Linked DNA regions of Mus musculus: all the other regions are linked to region 5. Evidence: chromatin contacts called from public Hi-C, HiChIP or PLAC-seq and promoter capture Hi-C data. All regions are on one chromosome and are shown on one strand. Each heading gives the region's core, a stretch centred on a gene start, on an enhancer-like site or on the middle of the called end of the contact. The rest is flanking DNA. Distances are from core to core; before and after follow the strand shown.

Evidence for each region. Promoter capture Hi-C pulls out the DNA fragments that hold promoters and counts their contacts. Hi-C and Micro-C count contacts between places; a contact is called where the count stands out from the background. HiChIP or PLAC-seq counts read pairs in DNA pulled down with a chosen protein or histone mark.
Region 1: a contact with region 5 is called in a promoter capture Hi-C map of liver, with 2.3 times the contacts expected there. The contact joins the promoter of Usp1 here to the promoter of 0610025J13Rik in region 5. A contact is called at or near these places in 3 of 39 promoter capture datasets (3T3-L1-derived adipocytes, liver and stem cell-derived epiblast-like cells) and 1 of 115 datasets of contacts at active chromatin or transcription factors (embryonic stem cells).
Region 2: an H3K4me3 HiChIP or PLAC-seq map of embryonic limb bud shows a contact between it and region 5, with 5 times the contacts expected there. The contact joins the enhancer-like site here to the promoter of 0610025J13Rik in region 5. A contact is called at or near these places in 6 of 39 promoter capture datasets (cranial neural crest, embryonic stem cells, liver and 2 more), 1 of 15 datasets of contacts at CTCF or cohesin (large pre-B cells), 5 of 484 Hi-C or Micro-C datasets (bone marrow-derived macrophages, cerebellum, cerebral cortex and 1 more), 5 of 115 datasets of contacts at active chromatin or transcription factors (astrocytes, bone marrow-derived macrophages, embryonic limb bud and 2 more) and 1 of 9 other capture datasets (embryonic stem cells).
Region 3: an H3K4me3 HiChIP or PLAC-seq map of embryonic forebrain shows a contact between it and region 5, with 4 times the contacts expected there. The contact joins the enhancer-like site here to the promoter of 0610025J13Rik in region 5. A contact is called at or near these places in 8 of 39 promoter capture datasets (the C10 cell line, the HPC-7 cell line, hematopoietic stem and progenitor cells and 4 more), 1 of 15 datasets of contacts at CTCF or cohesin (large pre-B cells), 5 of 484 Hi-C or Micro-C datasets (cerebellum, hematopoietic stem and progenitor cells, liver and 1 more), 8 of 115 datasets of contacts at active chromatin or transcription factors (bone marrow-derived macrophages, embryonic forebrain, embryonic limb bud and 4 more) and 1 of 9 other capture datasets (embryonic stem cells).
Region 4: a contact with region 5 is called in a promoter capture Hi-C map of the C10 cell line, with 7 times the contacts expected there. The contact joins the enhancer-like site here to the promoter of 0610025J13Rik in region 5. A contact is called at or near these places in 6 of 39 promoter capture datasets (the C10 cell line, cranial neural crest, embryonic stem cells and 3 more), 1 of 15 datasets of contacts at CTCF or cohesin (large pre-B cells) and 1 of 115 datasets of contacts at active chromatin or transcription factors (astrocytes).
Region 6: a contact with region 5 is called in a promoter capture Hi-C map of pre-B cells, with 2.3 times the contacts expected there. The contact joins the promoter of Atg4c here to the promoter of 0610025J13Rik in region 5. A contact is called at or near these places in 3 of 39 promoter capture datasets (3T3-L1-derived adipocytes, pre-B cells and stem cell-derived epiblast-like cells).
Region 7: a Hi-C map of uterus shows a contact between it and region 5, with 2.4 times the contacts expected there. The contact joins the enhancer-like site here to the promoter of 0610025J13Rik in region 5. A contact is called at or near these places in 9 of 39 promoter capture datasets (the C10 cell line, HPC-7-derived erythroid cells, cranial neural crest and 5 more), 2 of 15 datasets of contacts at CTCF or cohesin (the NIH/3T3 cell line and large pre-B cells), 8 of 484 Hi-C or Micro-C datasets (cortical neurons, embryonic fibroblasts, nephron progenitors and 1 more) and 7 of 115 datasets of contacts at active chromatin or transcription factors (embryonic basal ganglia, embryonic fibroblasts, embryonic forebrain and 4 more).

What each region holds. Positions count from the first base shown.
Region 1 is chr4:98,921,681-98,925,069 of GRCm38.p6, reverse strand. It overlaps Usp1 (ubiquitin specific peptidase 1), which reads right to left and starts at 1,260. Exons shown (of 9, transcript NM_001301414.1): 1 at 827-1,260.
Region 2 is chr4:97,634,199-97,637,347 of GRCm38.p6, reverse strand. It overlaps a transcript of Nfia not described here. Among named protein-coding and RNA genes, the nearest start is that of E130114P18Rik, 51 kb to the right of the region's middle. Within about 2 kb of position 1,672, at least 31 of the 459 cell types and tissues checked have an H3K27ac peak or open chromatin away from gene starts, as enhancers often do. A contact at or near this core is called in cerebral cortex, embryonic limb bud and stem cell-derived neural progenitor cells, where this site is marked.
Region 3 is chr4:97,609,934-97,613,437 of GRCm38.p6, reverse strand. It overlaps a transcript of Nfia not described here. Among named protein-coding and RNA genes, the nearest start is that of E130114P18Rik, 27 kb to the right of the region's middle. Within about 2 kb of position 1,712, at least 58 of the 459 cell types and tissues checked have an H3K27ac peak or open chromatin away from gene starts, as enhancers often do. A contact at or near this core is called in cerebellum, embryonic forebrain, heart atrium and 1 more, where this site is marked.
Region 4 is chr4:97,475,419-97,478,869 of GRCm38.p6, reverse strand. No RefSeq gene overlaps it. Among named protein-coding and RNA genes, the nearest start is that of Gm40207, 61 kb to the right of the region's middle. Within about 2 kb of position 1,884, at least 108 of the 459 cell types and tissues checked have an H3K27ac peak or open chromatin away from gene starts, as enhancers often do.
Region 5 is chr4:98,319,953-98,323,222 of GRCm38.p6, reverse strand. 0610025J13Rik (a long non-coding RNA gene) reads right to left here and starts at 1,867. Exons shown (of 3, transcript XR_376450.3): 1 at 1,716-1,867; 2 at 1-914.
Region 6 is chr4:99,192,100-99,195,554 of GRCm38.p6, reverse strand. Atg4c (autophagy related 4C, cysteine peptidase) reads right to left here and starts at 1,621. Exons shown (of 11, transcript NM_175029.3): 1 at 1,103-1,621.
Region 7 is chr4:97,694,189-97,697,334 of GRCm38.p6, reverse strand. It overlaps a transcript of Nfia not described here. Among named protein-coding and RNA genes, the nearest start is that of Gm38709, 82 kb to the left of the region's middle. Within about 2 kb of position 1,509, at least 36 of the 459 cell types and tissues checked have an H3K27ac peak or open chromatin away from gene starts, as enhancers often do. A contact at or near this core is called in fibro-adipogenic progenitors and uterus, where this site is marked.

The sequences.
Region 1 (3,389 bases), core at 11-2,510, 600 kb before region 5:
CTCAGGAAAAACTGGACAACTGGCAAAATTTCCCATCTTATCTGCAACTTAAATTTTTGTCTCTTGGCCCCTTAAATGTTCTTGATGAAATGACCTGTTAGGAATGATAAACCAGCCTTCGCAAAACTGTCAGACTTCCCCCAAGCACTAATGACTCCGGAAAGGTGTCTTCCTGGGAGCCAGTGAGAGAAAAGTCATCAGCCAGCTCAAACAGCGGCCGTCATCTCGGCCAGCCACCCAATCTGGGACCCTCTAAACAGCCAGCCAGCACTGATGGTCACCAAGAGCGCGACACTTTCCCGGGTGCCCAATCTTATGTTCTCCACGTCCCTTCTCAGAGCTTTCAGTCAAAAAAGCCTCTCCAGAACTATAACCCAAGCTTCGCACAATGAACTTAGCCCTAAGTCTTCTTGACCAAATGACACCGTGAATCCTCAGTCCCACTACTTTTCAAATCTGTGTACAATGATAGGATTCAACTCTTCTTTCAAGAAAAACGTGAAACAATAAAAACAAACTCTTGGGCGCAGGGTTAAGACACGTGGCGCCGTACACACTTCTGGAGAAACTGTAAGTCAAGAAAATGCGCGGTAAAATTTCGCAAGCCCCGACCCAGGACACTGCGATCACAAACATCTCTTCTCCCGGCCAGCCTCTCCCATTACGAAAGGCGTGGGCAGAGGGGCACTTGGGTCCTGGGTGTGCCACCCCGGGGGTCGCCGCGCCCGCCGGCAGTCCCTCGCAGCGCAGCCCGAGCCTAAGGGGCCCTCCCCACCGTCAGCACCTGCCGCGCAGCCCCGGGCCCTGAACCCCGGGCGCTCCTTACCCGGTCATGGCCCTTCGCGAGTCCGCGGCGCCGCCGCCGGGGAGACCAGCCGGGCAGAGTGCGGGCGCGACAGGTGAGCCCGGCCGCCGTCCCGGGAGAGGGATCGCTGGTGGGCGCCTCCCGCGGGGGAGTGACCATTCGTCCGCGGAGCGGGAGCCGGGCCGCCGCTCGGTCCTGCCCGCCGCGGCACCACTACATCCCCGGCGCAGCCCGGCCGGGAAGGCTACGGGCGCACAGCGGTGGCGGCGCTCCCGAGCCGCAGGGTCCCCGCACGGCCGCCGAGGGGGAACTTGGCGCGTTTTCCTCAGTCTCAGGACCCCCGCGAGTGAACCCCCGCCCGCGCCAGCGTCGCGGCTGGAGGTGGCGTCCACGGAAAGTGCCGGTTCTCCTCTCCACGTTGCAGAGGCGCGAAAGGCGCGAGCCGCCGCGCGACCGCCCCTCGCCCCCGGCACGCTCGGCTCCGGAACCAGCTGGAACGGTAGTTCCTCCCGGGGCCTAACGGGTTCTGCAGTTTAAACAGCGCAGGCAGCGGCACGGGCAGCTCGCGCGGGTCCTCGCAGAGGCGCGCGCTGCGCAGGAGGCCGGGCTGGCGCGCAGGAGGCTCACTCGCTCGCTCACGCCCTCTTTTTTTTTTTTTTTTTTTTTTTTTTTAATTCTTTTTAAACATTAGCACTCGCGAGTTGAAGGGGAGGGAGCTTACGGGTCGGGAGATGGGACAGGGAGTGACTGGGACAAGCCCCTTCCTCAGGTGCTCAAATGCGCCAATCCAGGCTGAACAATTTCCAAAACCTCATTCCTCCGCCCCACCAGGAAGAGCCAATCAAAAAGTACCTATACGAATAAAACAATTAGCCGGCAGAGAAGACAGTCTGACCAATAAAAAAAGTACAAGGAACGAGGCCCAGCCAATCCCGGGAGAGCATACGGCGCCCTGGAGCGGCTCTTTGCAAGCTCATTGGCGCTCCAGTGCGCGCTTTCTCTGCCGAGGTTAGGGTTCCGCTTTCCGTTTTGTTAGCATGGGGAGGTGGCGAGCCCGGAGGGTGTGGCTTCTGGGCCGAGGCCCCGGTGCAGGCCCGCCTCTTTCTTTCTTTTTTTTTTTTTTTCTTCCCCCTCCTGGCGTGCCCTCTCCGGAAGGGTTACCAAAGACGCTCGGAAAATGGCTGATGCGCTTTGCTAGCTGCTCGGCGCCCGCTGGGCGTCCAGTTTACCGAGGAAGCCGCGGTCCACCCTATCTCAAGTTGTGCGTTAAGAATGAGCACTGCCTTAGCTAGACAGTGCACAGCCGAACGCCTTGGAGCCTCGGGTCCTTCTCCCCTCTCGCAGGCTGCACAAGGGTTTTAGTTCTCAGGCTGGTCTCGCGGCTGGAGCTTCAACGGGTTCTGGCGCGAGCCGGTACCGAATGACCCACAGGCAGCCGCACAGCCTCACCCGGTTTGGGCTTGGTTCTGTATGCTCTGTCTTTTGTGAGATGATCTCACAGTGCGGTACTACAGCTGATGAGAACTCAGTACAAATCCGTTCAAGTGGGGTTTTTTTGTTGTTTTTTAAATGTCCACTGTGTGCGTTGCCCTGTTTAATGCCCATCGTGAGTTGGTCTGTTGAATGGCCACGGTGTGTGTTGCTCGGTTTAGTACCCACTGTGTGCGTTGCCCTGTTTAGTGCCCTCCGTGTGTGTTGCCCTGTTTAATGCCCTGTTGAACTATTTTCAGCATGGTAGGGATAACAAGCGAAGGGAATGTACTCCATGATCTACAGTCTACTGAAGACCGAAATTAAACTGGTGATTTGAAATAGTGTAAATGGTAGATTTTTTTTAAAAAGGTAACCGTTTGGTCGTTTCGATGGGATAATGAAGACTGACGTTTCAGCAGACAGTTCCAGGAAGTGTACTTTGAATGGCATGGAGGGGAGGTCCATTTGTGGGAGAAGATGAGCTGCACATCACACGTGTCCATAGCACCGGGAGCTTTAGAAGCTTGGTGTTGGAAATGAGGACAGGATGCTTGGATAATAGGGAGTCTAAGTACGACGGTAGGAACTGTAGTGAAATGGGCGTATGTGGGAACAAGCAGGATGCACAACTTTCCAGGGTCAGCTGGCAGCCTGAGGAGTTCCTGTCAACTTTTAGGGACCTTCGCCCGGTCCAAACTGGGATTCGTGGCTTAATTCCAGAAACTCATTTTCAGACTTGCCAGTTTGTGAAGCAGATTTGGAGTTTAAAGATACTTTACTGTAGGGGCAGGGAAAGATAAACTACGAAAACATGGCTGTAGTGGAAGGATCCCAGAGAGACCAGTCCAAGAATGGGCACAAACTCAAGGGACAATCGAAACTTAAAAATAATAATAATTATAATAATAAAAGTCATTTATAGGATTTCAAAGTTTCTATTTCTAAAGGATTTCTAAGAAACCTAAAATGAGATCATTGGATGGTTTCTAGAAGGCTCCTGACAGGGTTGGGGTGGGTAAAGTAACTATCCAGCCCTCAGAGATACGAAGAGTTAGGAAAACAGAACTAAAAGTTCATTTAAGATTCTTAGGCGATGTCTAAAGAAAGGAAT
Region 2 (3,149 bases), core at 423-2,922, 690 kb after region 5:
AAGAAATACGTCCTCACACACCGGCACCCTTCCTGCTGGCCCTGTTGTGATTTTACACGAAGGGTGCATTTTAATTGCTGCAATGTGCTACACAGCCCAACCAAATTGAAAAGTAACAACCCTCACCTACCATTTGGAGACGTGATGGAAGTGCCAGAAGTTAGACTCCAAGGACTAGACGTGTAACAGAGGCCCCCTACTCTCTCTGAAGAAGCTCATTAGTTTTTGCTTTCTCACATTCTGTTTGCTGTGGCCTGCTGCCAGAAATGGTGACGGCAAAGATAATAATTGAGAGTTAAAAATATGTGAAGAGTGGCTGGGCTGTGGGGGACCCCAGGCAGCTGGGGGAGTAGTGCAGGTAGATAGCATCTGGAATGAAGGAGACAGACAGAAAGATGCAGAAAAATGCAGAGAGTAAGGGCACAGACACATGGGGATATGGAGAGACAGTGACAGAGACAGAGGACAAGGACACAGAATACACAAGGGACTTTGTGCAGAGGAAGACTGTGGATGTCCCAGCTGATATCTGCAGCACCTGTGGCCTGGGTAAAGGTCAAGTCCATACTGAGGAGCAGACCAGTACTGTGGTCACACACATCATGTTGAGCAACTCACACTCTGCTCACAGTAGTGATGAGACAGAAACTATATGTCATAGGTAGCCGAGAGTGTCAAGTACAAAGACACATGTTCCAGATGTGGCTGTGGCTGGTAGGCAGCCTCTCTTCACTCTTAGTTTAAGTTGTACAGTGTCTCTCCAATCCCATCTACTCACAGGTGAACCTGGGCCTCACCTCACCTTGTCATGGATTCTTTGAATCCATAGGCCATGCATCTTCCTGGATAGAATGGGGTTACTAAAGAAGCACAGGTGGGTGGGCTTGTGGTTGCCTAACCTCCTTCCTTCCTTTCTTGCTTCCTTCCTTCCTTGCTTCCTTCCTTGATTCCTTGCTTTCTTCCTTGATTCCTTGCTTCCTTCCTTGATTCCTTCATTCTTTGCTTCCTTCCTTCCTTGCTTTCTTCCTCCGTTCCTTCCTTCCCTCCCTCCTTCCTTCCTTCCCTCCCTCCTTCCTTCTTTCCTTGATTCCTTGCTTGTTTCCTTCCTTGATTTCTTGCTTCCTTCCTTGCTTCCTTGCTTGCTTCCCAGAGGCCCTACAGTTCCCTCCACACTCAGCAGGTGCTTGGGGCACTGCTCATAAGAGGCCTTCAATAGGTGTTGTCAATCCTGGAAGAGCTCCTCCCAGCATGGCCCCAGGGACCAAGTGCCCACTACTTGGGCCAGGCACTGCAGGAACTCTGTATGCAGGAGCTTTGACAAATGCCACAGTGTTCAGGCAGACTTGGGTCTGAAAGGAAATGTCAGGGAACAAAAAAAGAAAAGAAGAAAGGAAGAAGCAGCTAGCATTTACTGTTGTGCCAGGCCCTGCCACATATGTTAGTCATTGAATCCACACAGTAACCCCAGCAGGTGGCTATTTTTATCTTTGCTTTTATTTATTTATATATTTATATATATATATTTATTTATTTATTTATTTATTAGATAAGGAAATGAAAGTTCCGAGAGGTTAAGAAACCAGTCTGAGGTCTCTCAGCTAGTCAGTGACACGGAGTTGCTAGCCTAGCGCTGTTTCTCTATTGCCCCAGATTCCTCTCAAGGCTTTGTGAAATTCATCTTCCTCCCTGGAGACAAAGGGCTGCTGCTAAGTTGTCATTGAGGCAGGCTGAGAACACAGCCGGGCTCTGGCTGCCACCCCCTCCCCCAGAAATGTATGTTTCCACAATGAGGTTTTCTCTGCAAGTTAGTGATTTTATGGCTCTCAGCAAAAATCTGTGACACCAGATGTTAAATGCAGCAGGAGAAAGCTATTTTCATCATCGCTGAAATCTTGCACAGTGCACCGAGTCTGGTCACATATCTGACTTCAGGCAACATGTGATCTGATTTCTGTTCACAGAGAGAGGCCGGCCAGGGCTGTTTGGGCCTCTGGGTGTTGGGGAGGGGGCAGCTTAGCCTGAGACTTCTGTGACTTGCTGGTAAACAACACCTGGCTTGTCTGGAGTCCAGGCCCCTGGGCCACAAATCTATAGTTATTTGCAGGGGCCCTGACAATAAATGCTGGTGGGCTTTGTCCTTGCTATGGCCACCATCCCCTCAAGTCTTTTCTTCTTCCTTCCTTCCTTCTTTGGTCATGTCCATCACCATGTTAATGGACCAACCCTTATAGAAACTGGGTCTGAAACACATGAAGTTAACCCCTACTTCTTTCTCTCTTCTTTCTCTCTCTCTCTTTCCCTCCCTCCTCTCTCTCTCTCTCTCTCTCTCAAGCAAACAATAGCCAAATGCTGGTAGTTGCATATAATTCACGCTAACACATTGACAACTATGGCAGCTTAATGTTTCTAGCAAAATACCCGAGACAATCAATTTAAAAAGAAGAAAGGTTTATTTGGGTTTCCAGTCTTAGACACGTTTTATGTGGTTTCAGACAGCCCTGCTATTTTACAGTGGGGAAGAACATCATGGTAGGAGTGTGGTGTGGTGCAGTGTGGGACAAGTTGTTCACGTTCTGGTGGCTGAGAATAAGACAGAAAGGAAGAGTAGGAGCTAGGATCCCATAAACCCTGGAAAGTACATCTTCATGTACTGTGCTCCTCTAAGTTCCACATTTAAAGTTTCTTCCAGGATTGTGGGGGATATGTGAGATTCTAACTATAGAAACTACCTAGTATTATATACACAGAGGTGTCCTTCTATAAATAAGGGTGCTGGATACATGGATCATAGTGTTGATGATACCAAGATATTGATGGATGACACTCAGTGCTGAGTAACTAGAAACAGGATAAAAATCATACTAGCCCCCCAGGTTTTTACCCCATTTGCTTATAAATTATTGGAGAGAATGGTTTTAATATAATCTCTCCTCCTTTGTCCCTTTCTCCATGGCTTGAGCCTCTCTACCTCTCATGCCAGCTGCTGAATTCCTACCATGAAGACCCTTTCTAGTCTGGGTCCACCATCCTCTGTTTCCTACTGGCTTAACCTTGCCTGAGTCAGGGCCACTTTGTCTGATGTTCTCAGCATGGGCAGCTTCTGGGGCCCAGCAGTGCCATTACTGAATTAAGTGGGTCTTAGATTTCTT
Region 3 (3,504 bases), core at 463-2,962, 710 kb after region 5:
GATGGTCCATCCTTTCATCACAGCTCCAAATTTTGTCTCTGTAACTCCTTCCATGGGTGTTTTGTTCCCAATTCTAAGAAGGGGCAAAGTGTCCACACTTTGGTCTTTGTTCTTCTTGAGTTCCATGCGTTTAGCAAATTGTATCTTATATCTTGGGTATCCTAAGTTTCTGGGCTAATATCGACTTATCAGTGAGTACATATTGTGTGAGTTCCTTTGTGATTGGGTTACCTCACTCAGGATGATGTGAAATGCCAAGGAATTTCGTAAATTCATTCTTTTTAATAGCTGAGTAGGAGCTCTTGTCTCTAGCTGCATATGTATCAAAAGATGGCCTAGTCAGCCATCACTGGAAAGAGAGGCCCATTGGACTTGCAAACTTTATATGCCCCAGTACAGGGGAACGCCAGGGCCAAAAAGGGGGAGTGGGTGGGTAGGGGAGTGGGGGGGTGGGTATGGGGGACTTTTGGGATAGCATTGGAAATGTAAATGAGGAAAATACCTAATAAAAAAATTTAAAAAGGAATTTGAGTTGAGAGCAAAAGTTGTATGTAGCTGTCTTGTGGTTGTTTAACCTGGTTTGCCTAATGGAGAACTCCCAGAAGGTTCTGTGTCTTATCATTCTCCATGTCTCTGGCATTCACTACAATACTTGGTATAGAAAAGGGTCCAACAGGTTTGAAGACAGAACCATACACCTAATGTTGATGATGACAAAACCCATAGAGTATAGTTTTGGCTTGGCTATGAAGGAGTGGACCCCGAAAGGCTCATGTGTGGAAGGTTTGTGCCTCCAGCTGCCAGTGACTGAACTGAGAGGTGGCAGGATCGTGGATGTATAAAGCTCTGCAGTGGATTAACCCATGGGCAAGTTTCTAGCTCAAGAGGTTACTAGGGGGCAGGGCTTAGCTGGAAGACATTGCTTGCCTAGGACATGCCTTTGAAGGGTAACGTGTCTCTGGTCCCTTCCTGTCTTTCTGCTTCCTGCCTTGGTCAGATGAGCAGCGTTTTCGTTGGTGCATGCTGTGATGTTTCTGTCCTGCCCCAGACTCAGGATGAGCAGAAACCAAATCAATCGTTCTTCCCTTGTGTTGTTTTTGGGTGCATTTTGTTATGCCCGACAAACAACAACAAACAAACAAACAAACAACCATCAATAATTTGTGCTCAGGAGGTAACGGAGGATCGTCTCAGCTCCCTTACAATCTGTCTCAGGCCATACCACATCCTTTTGAGAAGTGAGCCCCTCCCCTGTGCTATGGAAGGGGCAACAAAGTTACCAGCAGTCCCACAGCTAAGAGGAGGCAGAGCCACTGTTAAGAGGCAGGTCTATCAATGTTCATGTCTACCTGTGGAACCACTTCCATGCATATGCTCCGATGTTGCTTCACTGATAGAAGGCTAATGCTGTATTCTAGGCCCTGGGATAGAGATGGGGCATAGAAGAAGGAGGAGCAGCGAAGGAAGCAAGGCCATCAGGACTAGGGGCAGGCAGAAGCAAATTGCAAATGCAAAGAGAATTCATGCTGGTGGCAAGAGTGGGGGGGATGCCTGATGTCCAGTTCCTAGCTCTATATACTTCCCTGCACCTCAGGCTGTCAATTCTTCCTCGGTAGATTCTCTAACAGGCCATGGCCACTGCCAGTATCAGCCCACTGCAAGGCAGGCCAGAACTGTAACAGCAGTGCTAATGGGAACTTGGCCCTGCCCCAAGCCAGCATGGAAAGCGGCTGCTGGCTCCTGTAAAAATCCTTGGTCTGGGCCATTTTTCCACAAAGCAAAATTCACCACCCCAAAGAAACGCCATCGCCTGTTCCTGGTGCCAAACTCGAGGAAAAATCAAGTTGTGCGACTCTCTCCCCTGCCTGGGTGAAATGACAGATAGCAAAAGAGCCTTCAGTTTCCTCTACCCCAAAAAAGTCTGCCAGAGATATAAATATTTAAAAACAGGAGCTCGACGGAGAGAGTTAGCTTTCACTGTTCTGCCTTGGCAGGCGTTCATCCACCCACTAGATATCATTTGACTCCATGTAATGGAATGGCAGGTCTGGGTCGCACATCCTAACTTCTGACACCAGAGTGGGAAAAAAATGACTGTGAACTCTTTTTGTCGCCTGAAACAGACCTGGACCCTGGTTGTGAATGCCAGGCTGAACAGAGCTATGACAGCCTGTGCTTCTACTCCCTCCCCCTTGGTGTTTCTTTATTTTTATCTCCTGCTAAGAAGTCCTCTCTGATTTCTGCCCCAAAGGATGACACTTTTGTCTTGTCTCTGTTTTTTCTTCTTTTAAATTTATTTTTATTTCTTACCTCCTTTTTACTCTTCTTAGCTGAAAGGGGACAAGCAAGGGACAAGTTTGTAAATGTGGAGAGCCCTCTTTCCTTTGTTTCCTTTGTGTGGCCATCCTCCAAACATCAGTTTCAGGAGATTTGATGTTAGGAACTCTCTTTTTCCTATAGAGGCATAGATACTAACCCTGTGATAGGTTTCAATATCACAGATGACCTTCATGATATAGGCCTCCATAATTTTAGATGGATTAGAGGAGACTAATGAGGATTTTGAAACAGGCTTTAGACTAAAACGCTCAACATGCAAATCTACTGAAAACCCAGATAATTTGAAAGCACAATTACCCCAGTCCACAGATCTTCTTTCCCTCTGTCTCTTAATTCATCTCTGAATCTCCCTCCTCCTCTAACCTCCTCCTTTTTCCTTTCCTCCCTCCTGCCCACCCTCCCTCGCTCTCTCACTCCCTCTGTCTTTCTCTCTCTTTCTTCCTTCTTTAAATTGCCTGATCCCCAGAGTCCCTTTTAACACGGTTTAGGGCTCACAAGAGTTAATAGGAGAAGGGGGGAGGAACCCACTTGTTTTAAGCCGGGAGCCTGTCACCTTTTCTTGGCAATTACACTGCTAATGGCTGGATCCCAAGCAAAGTGGCAAAGAATATCTCTTCTCACGTTCCCAACTCACAGTGCATTCCCAAATACCAGATGGTGTTTTTGGAATCCATTTCACTATGTTTGATATGACAATACTTTTGTATAATGCTAAATTATATATAACTATTGCAAATAGCTGAGATCAGAACAACCAAGAAGTGGAAAATTAGCCCCAAGAAGGAAAGATAGGAACTAAAGACTGTAGTTTTTTTGTTTTTTTTTTCCTTCGTTTGCCCCCATTGTGCCCCAGCCCCTTTGGATTTTCTTTTCATCTGAGGAGAATTGGCAGGAGAGGTTGGGGTATGTAGAGAACCAGGGTGGCAGCCTGGAGGAACATAGGGGTGGGAATGGGAGGAGCCAACAGTAGAGCCGCTGCCGTGTTTTGCAGTGAAATGACATCTTACTGGGATCCTCTCTCTGCTGGAGTTCAGTGTGTAGCAGGAAAAAAGTTGCCAGACGTTTTGAGAACAGCGTCATCTCCCTTCAAGGGCCAAAATCTCAAAATAAGCCCAAGAAGATTGGTAAATCTCCTGAGGACCCCTCTCTGGAATCCTTGTGCTT
Region 4 (3,451 bases), core at 635-3,134, 840 kb after region 5:
TGGTGTCTCAGTTTGAGTTTTATTGCCATGAAAAGACAGCATGACATTGCAACAGTTATTCAACAAAATTTAATTGAGGTTGGCTCCAGTATCATCATGATGGATGGCATGCAGGCAAACACGGTGCTGAGAGTTCTACATCTTGATTTGAAGACAGCAGAAGGAGACAGTGTGCCACACTGGGTGTAGCTTGAGCATAGGAGACCTAAAAACCCACTACCACTGTGATGTACTTCCTCTAACAAAGCATACCTACTCCAACAAGGCCACATCCTAATAGTGTTACTCCCTGTGGGCCCAGCATTCAAACACATGAGTCTATGGAGGGTCATTCCCTTTCATTGCTCCACACTAGGGATAGAAAAAGGGGACAGTGTAGGTGCATGAGTGAGCATCTCACCATGGTTACCAAGGGTAAAACCATAACAGTGAGGTAGAGCTAAGAAGAGACTGTGGGTGTAAAAGCTCGGAATGAGAAATTAAGCCAGTGGGATTTAGGTAAGCTGGTTTAGGTAAGGTGGAAATACTGAATAATGACTTCCTATTGCTGTAACATAAATATTCCTACAATAGCTAGCAATACGATGTTAGCAAATGAAGATTTGAGGAAGGGAAATGGTCACTATTAGCTCTAGTGAGCCATATCCAGTTACATCCAGCTGTCAAGTGTGAGGGCGGCACACACAGAACATGGTAGGGCAAGGGCACAAGCATGGGCATGCGCACACACATGCTCACAGCTCTGAGCATATCAGAAGATGGAACCCTCAACCTGAGTCTCGAGGGATGGATAAGAATTAACTCGGCCAAGAAGGGTGAGAGGCACTTCCAGGAACAGGAGGAGGACTCAGGATGAAGAGAGAAGAGGTCATGCTGCTGGTTTGAAGGTGGAGAAAAGGATAGCGGGCCAAGAAATGTTGGCAGGCTCAACAGTCTGGAAAAGAAAAGAAAACAGATTCTCCCCTGGAGTGTTCAGAAGAAACATCTTGATTTTAGTTCAGTGAAACCAATATCTGACTTTTGACCTCCAGACAGTCAGATAACAAGCTCATGTTGTGTGAAGCCATCATTTGTATAATTCATCCTACGGCTCCCTCCAACAATCACAGCAAAGTGGTAAGGGCCATTAAAAGAAACAGGGCACCTGGCAACAAGAACCTTGTCTTGGGGGTCACAGTACCTCACTTAGAGTCATGACCTGCCTGTGTACAGCTTCGTCATTGTAAGCAAGTCAGTAACTACATCAGCTTTGCGTTTAGAGTGTGGAGATTTTATCTCCTTTACGGTTTGTGTGAGGACTTATGACATTATACTCGCATTATCCCGAGTACCCACTGAACAGTTTGTAAATGTCTGCTCCACTTTCTCTTTAGGCTATTGATTTTTTTACTTCCCCTTCTTACACTCTGATCCAGGTATTCCTGTTTCCCAGCGGTGAGTGTAACCGAGTGTGTTAAGGAAAAAGGAGCACAAATTCTGTTGTGATTTTTATCGGCAGAAAGAATCTCAGGTGAAAAATCTAGTCCCCAAAAGACCTCGGAGATGGAGAACAGTTTTCATCTCCAAGTTCTCACGTGGCATAGAAAGAGCCATTGTATTTAATGTAGCCAAATAAAGAGTTAAGAGTTTTCATCCTTCCAGTCCTCCCTCCACCCTCCTCCTCGCCCCCCCCCCCCCCCGCCATCCCCTTTTTGTGCACTCTGGTGTTATTCTCCATGATTTGGAGTCGGCCTGTCTGTCCTCCTCCTAAGCAGGAGCAGCTGAACAGCTGTGAAAACAATGGCTCAGCAGAGGAGTGCTGTGATTAGTGTGGGGCTAGGGGCAGTCTGGGAGCCACCAGGCCCATTTCCCATGTCAGCGAGCAGCCCTGGAATCTGGGGATCACATGACCTGCTTGGCAGTGGAGGGCCTGCTCCCAGGCTCCTGCTCTCCTGCCCCTCTCCTCCAGCTCTCAAGCAGCCTCTAGAAACAGGTTTTTTTTTTTGTTTGTTTCCTTTCTCTTTTTCCCTCCAAGTCTTGAGGACTGCTGCATAAACACAGTGTTGCTAGGCAGCCTTAAAGCCTCCTTTCATCCTGCATCCCTGGAAATGCAGGCCAGACAAATTTGCCCCATGCACTTACAGTGGATTTCCTCCACAGAGCTAGTCCTTCTGGCCCCAGGTTTGTCTGCCAGTAGTGGAGAATCTGTCCTGTGTATTTGATATGCTCGATTTGGAAAATGTATAGGCAGGGTTAGAGACTTCCCCACCCATTGTATACCATTCACTCTGGGGTGCTGTGAATACAAAATACCTAACTTAATTATGCCTTTTGTCAATCAAACCTTTGAAGACTGAAGATTTGGTCACTGCTCCACTCCATGAACTTCCTGAGTATTCTTACCCTCATCCACTTGGAGTTAAGATTATTTTGACATCATAAACTTCTTCCATGTCCTTAGGCACTTTCCTCAAAGTCATGACTCTTTCAAATATTGTTTTGCATGCACATGCACACACACACACACACACACACACACACACATACCACTGGGTCCATTTAGTGTTGGTCATATGTCTATGTGTTATGGGTAACCAGTTGGGACTGGATAATCTATCAGGGGGCTCACACCTGGAGAAAATGGACTCTCCCTCTCTCATCAGCTGTTGATTGAGTCATCTCCATCTAGCAGAGGGTCTTGTGAAGTTTTCCACATCCATGATAGCAGGTGGACTGTTGTGGTTATTAAGCAGGTTTTGTTTAGGCACTCATAATGTTGGTATTTCATGAGGACAGCTCCCTGCCATCTTTAGAAGATACTTTCTCATAGCAGGCAGCCTGGCTCTTAAAATCTTTATGCCCCTCTTCTACTTTGGAGTCTCCCTGTTTTACACTGAGGATCTAAAGTATGAAATTCTCAAAGCATAATAAAAAAGGAAAAAACAAATTCAAATACAAATGAAATAAAACATATGTTAATTCTGAGTGTCTGCTACAGTTGGGGAATTATGAGATCATCATTGGAACATGGCTTTGTTTTTTTAACATATTAGTTATATATACAATAATGAAATGTTAATACAAGTGCATAATGTATTTCAATCATATTCACCTGGCCCCTTATACCATCTGGTGTCCCCCTCTCACCCTGTTAATCCCCTTTCTCCTCCCAAATACTCTCTTGCTTTTCAGTTCCTTTAGTGTTTGTTGCTGCCCCTTGAGTTCAGTAATGTTGCTTCCAGGATTTCGGGTAGCTCACCAGTGGCTATACCACCGGAGGAACTCTTTCTCTCTTCTATCAACAATGAACTATGTCTGAATGTTAGAAGCCTTCTAGTCTCCATGGTATTGAGGGGGCCCAGTTCTGAGAAGATCTTGTGCTGGTAATCCTAAGTGCTGTGAGTTCAAGAGATCAGCTGCCATGACTAGAAGTCAGTGTTTCATACTGCTTCCCTGAGCACCTTTCTCCTGC
Region 5 (3,270 bases), core at 618-3,117:
GAGCAACACTTGATTTTTGGAACGAAAGTGTATGAGCAGCTGCTTTGGCTGAGAGAAGAAATCTGGGACAGAAGCTCAGGGATCAACCATAGGTAGTTGGTGGAGCCAGCTACCTCCTTTAGCCAGTCGGCTAAGAATATGTGTCAGGGCAGGCTAGCTTACAGAAAGATGAAATGATTCTCTTTCCTTACAAAATAAATACCAAACACGTCAATAAAATGTAGGTCTGAACTAGGTCTATGACCAGCAAACTGACATAGGAAAAAGCACTTAACGTTCAGGAACCCGTCTTTACGCAACTGTAAAGGGAGGCTATGGGATGAATTTGGCAGTTGTACATTACTGCTGCACACATTGGAGAGGGGATACACACAGTTATTGTAGACTTTACTAGCCACCAACAAAATGTCTGACAAACATAAATATATCTGAAAGTTGTTGTTGTTGTTGTTTTTTTTAAATAGGTTGGTTCATTCATTCATATGTTCATTCACGCTACTGTTGTGGGAGCACACACTCTTCGCTGAGCGTATACTGGGATCACAGACTGCCTTCGTCCTCAGGTTGGGTTTACATAAAGCAGTTAGATCAACTCCTAGGGCAGAGCACTTAGACAGGAGTTTCTGAGCTGGGTAGGCTAAGACGGGTGGCCTTTGTTGGAAATGCTGTTGCTAGTGGCTGGGACCAGGTCCAGCCAGCTCACAGCAGCTTGCTTTGGGGTCGCACTGACGCTTGCCTGGTCGCCGGTAGGTGGCGGCAGACGCCCTGGCGGAAGGCGTTGCGCTGCGCCCCGCTGGCTTGGCTCCGCCCGCCGGGTCCGATGCTTCGCGCTCCGCCTCCGGAGCAGCCGAGTGCGTCTGAGGCGATCCCGTGCCAGGCTTGGGGACGCTGCCAGGTTTCTCTCAAATCTTGGCCTAACAAAGGGAAGCAAATTACAAAAATGGAAATTTTCAAACTAGCGTTCAGTTGTATTGAAATCGACGTTTGTGTAGCACGCAGGCACAGACCACATTCATGCTATTTTGTGATTAAAACGATACCAAAAATACCTCCTTGCTTTAGTTTTCATCTTCTAAAACGGCCTCTTCCCCTTTTCTAATTGCTGCTTTACTTTGGGGGAGCAGCGAGCCCCCGGCCACCGTAGAATTGCTAACATTTGCATCAGGACAGTTGAAATCTGGCCCGGGCTGCTATTCTCTCTGTCGTCCCCACCCCAGTCTTTCCTCCTCCCCGTCTCTTAGACTCCGCTGTTTCTCTCGTTCTGTCCTCCCCCCAACCCCCCTTCCTCCTTTTCTTTGGGAGTTGAACTTTAACCCAACCTTGTGTGTCCTTTCAGCCTAGGGGAGTACAGATAAAGACATTGCTAGGCACTGTACGGGGAAGTTTTGTGTCTTGTGTACTCGGTTTCAAGTCTTAGGACAGCGCGTAAATCCTCAGGGCTCCTCTTGATTCAAGCAGCAAAACCTGACCATGGCCTCACCAAAGCTCTGGTTACCTTGCTCTCCCATTAAAAAACAAAAACCAAACCAAAACAAAAAAAACCCCAATGATTTTGAAGCGGCTCTTGAGCTGGCTCTTGAATGGATTTTACTTAACATGAAGTTGTATAGAGCCCGACTGTGTCCTCTTGGCTTGTTTTTGCAGTTGCTAGACAGGCCCAGTCCCCAGTGGGCTTGTGTGAAAGGCGCCCTCCTCCCACCCCCAGCTCTCCGCACCATTTCTTTCCTTGGAAGCTTTGACTGTCTCCTTCCGCAGCAGCTGTGTCTGCAGTGCCTGGAGACAGGTGGGGGAGTAGCCTCCCGCTGAACCTGCCAATTCCCTCTCCAAGGACTGTCTGAATAGCTATTAAAAATTAAAGGACACGCACACGTACACACACACACACACACACACACACACACACACACACACACACACACACACGCTTTCGTTCTTTGTTTTCTGGTGGAGGTCACTGTCACACCAGAGCAATGGTACTGCTTTGCCGACTGAGATTAAATTCTACAGTCCTTCTCTTGTCGGCACTCACCAGCCCACAAGAACCCATTGCCACATCTTTTGGGCCCTCTAGAAGATCTGAGTTCTAGGAGTGGTCAAGTGCCCACTTGCAATGGATCTGGAGAGAGAGGTGCTCCCAACCCCAGGAGATAAACACAGAGCTCATGAGACCATGGTTGCAGTTAGGGATCCCTTGTTTATCTGTATTTGAGTCTCAAAACTAGAACTTTCTAGGGCAGGTGTTGAGTATCCTCTGCACACTGGTAAGAGTTTAACAGGTTCCAGAAGAGAACCGGAAGTCACATTTTCGTTCCCAGCCTGGATTCAGGACCTTCTGCTCTTCCCTGGGGGCTTGACCCTCAGTACCCAGCTACCTCTCTGCTTTTCCCAGGGCTGTTGCCCGCTCTTAGAATTCCTCCTCCTCCTCTTCTCTGATTAGCAAACGTTTGGTCTCTTTAAAGACGTCTTTCAAACACACCCTCTCCAGTCTTTCATGGCTGTGCCTGTGCTTGGGTACCTCTGTAGTCAGTAATCCTGCCTTAAGTTAAATGGGACAAAGTTGCTTGACATACCTGCTGTGCTGTGCTGTGCTGTGCTGATCTCTCTCTCCCTCTCCCTTCCTCCCTCTCCCTTTCTCCACCCCTCCTCTCCACTCCCTACCTCCCTCTCTTTTCCTCTCTCTCCTTCCCCCAATCTCCACTCTCCTTTCCTTTCTCTTCCCCCTTCTCTCCCTTCCTCCCCTTTATCCCCTGAGAGAATATATTCTTTGCTCAGGCCAGGAATGTATCTTTATTTATCTCCTAGCCTGCACACCAAAGATGCCCGGGAAACTCTATGTGATGATAAGGAAACACACCTGGTTCTTAAATGATCCCAAAGGGCCAGCTTGTTTTTCTCCAGTTCTTGCTCCATTGGCAGGCATCTCTAAGTATGTCTGCAGAGTGGAAAGGAAAAACTTAAGGTTGTGTTCACACGTGACTTTTCCATAGTTCAGGGAGAGTCTTCTACTAATGAAGGTTTGATGAGCACACAGATGAAAACTCCTGTACCCCAGCGTGTGCACAGGAGCAGCACTCAAGGAAGACCTGCGACCCGAGAAGGTTTCAGGCATCTGCGTGGGCTCTAATGTATGTAACTTAAGGGTTAGAGAAACAAGTTGTAGTCAGCAGACTTGATTCACTCACTTGCTTAAGCTAGAAACCTGGAGATGGGCTTGAGAGCCTTCTCCTCCAACTTCCCACATTTAGTCTTCAAGTCATGTCACCTCTTGGA
Region 6 (3,455 bases), core at 372-2,871, 870 kb before region 5:
GCTAAAGAGTTAGCTCAGCAGTCACCAGCACTGGCTACTCTTGTGGATGACCTTGGTTCGATTCCCAGCACCCAAGGTAATCATCAGCAATTCCAGTCCCTAGAGATCACATACCCTCTTCTGACTTCAGGGGGCAGCAGGCATACCCATGATGAACAGACATATGTGTAGAAAAACACCCACATAACAAAATATTCTTTTTAAAATATATGTGCATCCCCTTTTATAGAAAAAGCATCAATTAAGGGGGCCTCTAAACTCATTTTACTAATGTAGACAATCCCTCACATTGCCCAGTTTTTAACTTCAGTTCTCAAATTCTTATGGCAGGTGAACCAGTTAATTAGCTTCAGACACTAGACTAATTAGAACTCTTCCCTAGTTGGAAAAATAAAAGCTTTATCATTTGAAACTCCGAAAATACATTTCAAAACCTTTCCAATCCCTCTGGGCACTTCCAAAGACTCATAATCTAATTAAAAGCCACAAGCAGCAGGCAGGAAAGATCACTCCTTTGTGTCTATCTGCTATCAACTGACACAAAATCAATTCCAAACTCCCAAGGGAATGTAAGGTCAGAAAAGGTAAACAAACAGAAGGAAATCTTCACCTAAGTAATTCAAAGATTAAAAAGCTATAAAATAATACAGTCTTAGCCCCGAGGTCGCAATGAACCTCGTGTGGAAAAGTAATCAATAAAGATAACAAAAATATACGACAAAAACCCTAAGAAAATAAACTCAAGCAGAGTTATGCTGAGCTGACCCAGTGATGTCGGGTCATCGCACGGAAGATTGTAGTCTGAGTTTCCAACTTCAATAACCCTCAGATGTGGGTGGGCATGTGAGAATGAGCAAAAGCCGGTCTATGAAGTCAGCGTTATTAGCACAGCCAGGGTATATAATGCTACAGATTGCGGTTTCAAACAACGAAAGGGGCAACGGGGCTACAGACGGACAGATTGAGATCTAACATTTCCCACACATACACTCTTTTTGTTTTAAATGAAGAGAAACAAGGAAGAGTCAATGGGATACGGCGGCTAGGGAGAAAACCTTTCCTGGTCAAGAAGGGTAGAACAGCCGGCCACTGGAAGGCTTACAGTTCAAAGGGCGAGGAGGAGTCGTCAGAAGATAACCCTCAGGAGGAAGCAGAATCGAGAGAGGCTCCAAAACCCTCCAGGAACCCAGACGGTTGGCCACGGGTCTGCACCAAGGGCAGGGCCGCCCCCAGAACCGGCCATTCGTAGACTACAAACACCAAGCTCCAACCTTCTCCACTCCGCCAGCCTCGAGCCGACCCCTCGGCGACACGGGACTGGATAACTGTACAGCCGCGCAGGAGTCCCCACACCAGACGCGCGTCGGCTCCAGCAGCCGCTCCGAACAGCGCGTACGCACCGCAGGACGTGCGGCCCGCGGCCCCGCGCGGCCACCGTAGCACAGCACACCGAAGCCTCCGCAGGCCGCGGTCCTGCAGGAAGCCCTGTCGGAGACCCTAAGCTCCCGGGCTGCAAGCTCAGAGCCTAGAGCAGTTCATTTGTGAGGGGCAGGCCCAAGTTAGATTTACAGCTGTCCCTCGTAACTGTAACTACTGGACTTCAGCTACTACCCGCCACGCACGGTGAGCGTCTGCGGTTTCGGGACTACAAGATCCAGCATGCACAGAGCTCTGGGTCCTTAAAACCAAGCCCACTTGGATTAAAAGACTAACAGTCTGTCTACTCCAAGGCAAGCTGTGGTATGGGGTATTGATTACATCCTGGTGGAGCATTCAGTTTTCACATTCAGATTCATGTTAAGAATTACAGTACAGGACCTGCCTTTAAAAAAAAAATCGGGAGAGATATACTAAATGATGTCAACATGTAATTCTACTAATATATTGTTTTCAGTAACGCAGACTGTTGGAGCAATACATAAGAAATAAGAGCAGAAACTACAAGGGGGAAAAAAATCAACAATCTCTGCTACCAGACAGTTAAACAGTTAAACATCGAGAGAATGAACGCCTTCTGGAATACAAAATATGTTCTTTGAATTTTAACTGTTTCACGATTAGAATTGAGTGGCGTTTTATTTGAAGATAGGGACTTGCAATACAGCCAGACTGACCCAGAACTCATTATCTTCTCTCAATCCCCTAGTGTTGGAATAAGAGATCTGTGCTAGGACGCTGGGAAAGTTATTTCATGTTAGTCTCATGAAAACAGTTGCCTAGAATTAATTACTAGAGCAATTTATTCACCAGTCACATGGGCCGGACAGGGGTATAACAAGACAACAAGAGGGTCATTTATTAGCATAGATAACAAGGTATCTGCTCCTTTGTCTGCTTGGATAGTTTGTTTCATATTTTGAAATGCAGAACACTTTCTGATGACTTGGAGAGGAGATAGCACAGATCTCACAAGCTGTCCTTCTCATAACTTCTATAAGGACTTGTATGAGGGTTCTCTAAGAAGCAGAACTGATAAGAGGAGTGTATATTAGACTTGCTTACAGGATGTGGTCCAGGTAGTTCAACAATGGCTGTCTCACACTGAAAAGGCCAAGACTCTGGTAATTGGTCCATGAGGCTACAGGTCTCAGAAATCCCATTCTGGCACTTGGATCCTGGAAGATTCCTGGAGCACTGTCTTCATTTCAATTCCAAAGAAATTGGATTTAGTACTGGCAGCAACTGGACAAATAAACTTGCCAGCAAAGGTGGGGCAAATGGATGTAGAACAGTTTCCTTCCTTTTTTTTATTTGGACTGCTACCAAAAAAATGTGGTCTAAATTTAGAGTGGGTCTTTCTTCTTCAAATAATCTGATTAAGAAAACTCCTCACTACAGTACCCAGCAGCTTTGGTCTGAATTAATTCTAGATGTAGTCAAACTGACCACCGAGATTTACCATCACACATGTGCTACCAGAATGGCTGTATTTTAATTTTTTGTCATACTATATTAACAAACCATGAGAACCGAGGCTTGGATTTATATGCTAACTATAGAAAAGTATGGTATATTATATGTATACCACAAGCAGAGGCTTTCTGCAGATTTATGGTAAAACAAACTTTTTAATTGGTTAGAAAAGGAAACGGTAATGCCTTACATTTTTACAGTCTCACAAGGGAGTCACAGAGGGACTTTCTATTCTCTAACACTGGCAAGGAATCCACTACCATATAAACCCCTTTCCGACTCCAGTGTGCTAAATTATGCAGTACAAGCAAGTAAATATTTAAAATCTATGATCATGGAAAAGAGTCTGCTGCTTTTCATACTCATGCACCAAACTGGAATTGCAGTGGGAGAGAACATTTCCAGTAGTGACTGGGTGGGAATGCTGATGAACTATAGTTAGGGGGAATGGGATTCACTGGTGTTTGTGGTAAATAAACACTAAGTTACAGTGATATTAAGGAAGCTTTTGAAATATGCTTCATTTCTGGTAGACATGGTTC
Region 7 (3,146 bases), core at 260-2,759, 630 kb after region 5:
CATTTGACAGGCATTTCGGAGTCATGATTTTGACCAGTGGTCAGCAGGGAGCCATTAGGTCTTTTTGCTCAGAATCCTCATGTGACATGCTCATAGGACTATGCCTAGTGGCTAGACATAGGCTGTCAAGTAGAAGAGTAACCCGTGGGAAGACCTTCATCCCAGACACCCAGGTGGTCCATGCTGTGGGGTTGGTCCCGGGTGGGAGGCTAGAGGCACATGGTTTTAGCATAAGTGGAAGGCCCAGTCAGAATGATTTGTTCAAAGTGATCACTGTTTAATGGAACAATGTTAACTCCCTTAACCATAGTGTCTCTTTTTATGACTTAATGTTACACTTATTTATTATGCACGTGTGTGGGAGGGGTGGCTGTGAATGTGGTATGTGTATGTGTGTGTATGTCAGAGTACAACTTTCTTACAAGCTCAGATGTGGAGAGAGACCTGCTTTCAATTAGATTTATCCCCCGCCCCCCCAAAAAAACGTGTGGGAGTGACTTCTCTCCATGTACCACATGTTTTCTAGAGATGGAACCCAGGTTGTCAGACTTGGCGGCAAGCACTTCAGCTGGCTGAGCCATCTCACTAACCCACTTTCAATGACTTTTATAACAATTTAGTGGCTTCCCTCCCAAGGACCTTCAGTTGTTTTGTACGAAATACTGGCAGCCCTGATCCCGACACTGGGATCGTACAGTGGAGTGATTGACTGAGCTGGGATACAGCATAACCCAGTCCCTCCATCTCATTTTCAGTTCTTCTTTCCTACTGAGCTTGGGATCCGAGTGTTCACTGAACTATTACCATCCTGAATGACGTCACTCATACGCATCTAAAATGTCATTCAAAAAGATGAGGGTTCTCAGCACAAGGGGGTGGGGTGGGGTGGGCGGACCTCCTGTCTCCTCTGAGACTCCCCAGCTTCACCTTCTCCAGGTCTCCCCTCGATCTAACACTGTGATACTGGACTGAATTCAATCATTTCTCATACCCCCATTACTGTCTGACCAAGATTTATGAGTAGGTAACTGTCTGTAGTAAGGCCATAGAGTATCTTTTGTGTTAGGGGCTAACCTTCTTGGTGACATTTAGAATTAAAGGGAAAGTATAAAAAAGTGTAATTTCTGTAGTACCAAACCAGGTAACATGACCGAGCCTGGCTAACAGTCCCGAGCCTCGGGTTTCCCCAGTGAGGACACTGGAAGCTTGGCACAAAGGACAAGTAATCTCAAAGGTTTGGTTCACAAATTAATTTTTTAAGGTGTCACATCCCTCTGTTGCCTCTGGGTGCCTTCTGAGTGACGTTTTCCAAACAGGAGTATGACAACAGCTCACACCTCTGAGGCCTTTATTGAATTATTTTTACACACCATTTAAAAACACTTTTTTCCCCCTTTGAGTAAATCTAATTGAAAGCAGACCTCTCCCCTCATCCGAGCGTGCAAACCGGAGATCACTGTGGGTGAGAGAATGAAATCATGGAAACTTTCCCATTTTAGTGGTGAGGTTTGGTCCCGCTCTTCCAGGGAGCACAGAGCACATGCTAACAGCCGTTCCTCACATGCACACAATAGGCAGAGACAATGCAGAGAAAGCATTGGCCAAACCTGAGCATGCAGCTTCTAGGCTGCCTGAGACATCCAGGAGGCACTTGTAGCTCTCCGTTGGGGACATCTAACACTGTGTCCCTGAGTCATCAGTCCACTTCCTAAAGCATCAGGGCTGCTGGCATGGGTCCCATGAAGTGAATCATAAAATAAGAAAGTCTAATAAATGTGAAAACATGACTTCCCTCAGCACAGGCAGCCTTGGCTTAGAAGTCAACACAGATTTATTGTACCAGACACTGTACTTGGTCCTTTAAAGAAGTCTGTAAAATGCTAAGGACTTCAGGGACTGGAATGTCTCTCTCCAGAAAGGCCAGAGTTGAGTTCTACTCAGAGAGCTGGCTTGGGTCTGGGCTTGGGTATTGATGAGACTGGCTTTGTAGCAAGAGAAACCAAACCAAGTTAAGTCATTGTGTTTAGAGGTAGACATTCAAGATCAATGACAGCCATGGAAACTGGAGCCTTATTATGCCAGGGCTCTATTTCCATTTTCTATTGGTATATTCAGAATGCCCTGGTCACCGGAAGAGGTCTCACTGTTGTTTATGAGCCCACCCAACAAGCACTGTAACGTCTCAGGAAGTATATTTTACTTGCACCAACTATTTGAATGCTGCCTTGGGAATGTGTTTATTCCAATCTGAACAGTTTCCTCAAGTCTCGTTGGCCTTCTCTCTACAATTTTAAAACGGCCCAATGTGGGCACACACTTGCATTGCACAGCAGGGATAACTATGGGTTTCTCTTGAGTTATCACTGCGGTATATTTCTAAAGTAAAGCTGACTATAGTGAGAGAAAGCAGTGTTAAGAGCCTGCACATTAAATGCCCCTCAGTGGTCCATGTATTAAAGACTTGTTCCTCCAGTGTGGCACTGAACTTGTTCCTCCAGTGTGGCACTGAACTTGTTCCTCCAGTGTGGCACTGAACTTGTTCCTCCAGTGTGGCACTGAACTTGTTCCTCCAGTGTGGCACTGCTTTGAGGCAGTGTAACTTTAAGAGGTTGAGTTTATGGGGAGATCCATAGGGCACTGGAAATGTCCCTTTAAATGGGGTACATCATCCCCTTCTATATCTTTACTTCTTTACCATGAGGTGGGCAGCTCCCAATGTGCTGTGCTGTACTTCTATAGACAAAAACAATGGGACCAATTATACACAGAAACCCCCAAAGCTATGATGTAAAGCATACCTCTTGTGTTTCTGAGTTGGTTATCTCTGGTTTTTTTTTTTTTTTTTTTGTTACAGTGATAAAACACCAACTGTGGGGGCCTTTGGGAGCAATTATCATTATATTCATTAATAAATATAAGTGGCATACTTCTCACAGATATGCACCGAATCATCCAAACCATCTCCACATGTTCCTGACCTCATCTCTCTCTCTCTCTTTTTTAATTATCAAGACTTGGTTGGCTTCCCTTCAGTTCTCCTGGGCTTCATCTTTGTGGAGTCTGCTTCTTGCCCTTTGGTCTAGTGTCAAGATGCTATTTCTTAAGCGTCTGGCTTTGAGTGCATTGAAAATGTTGGCTTGGTCCTC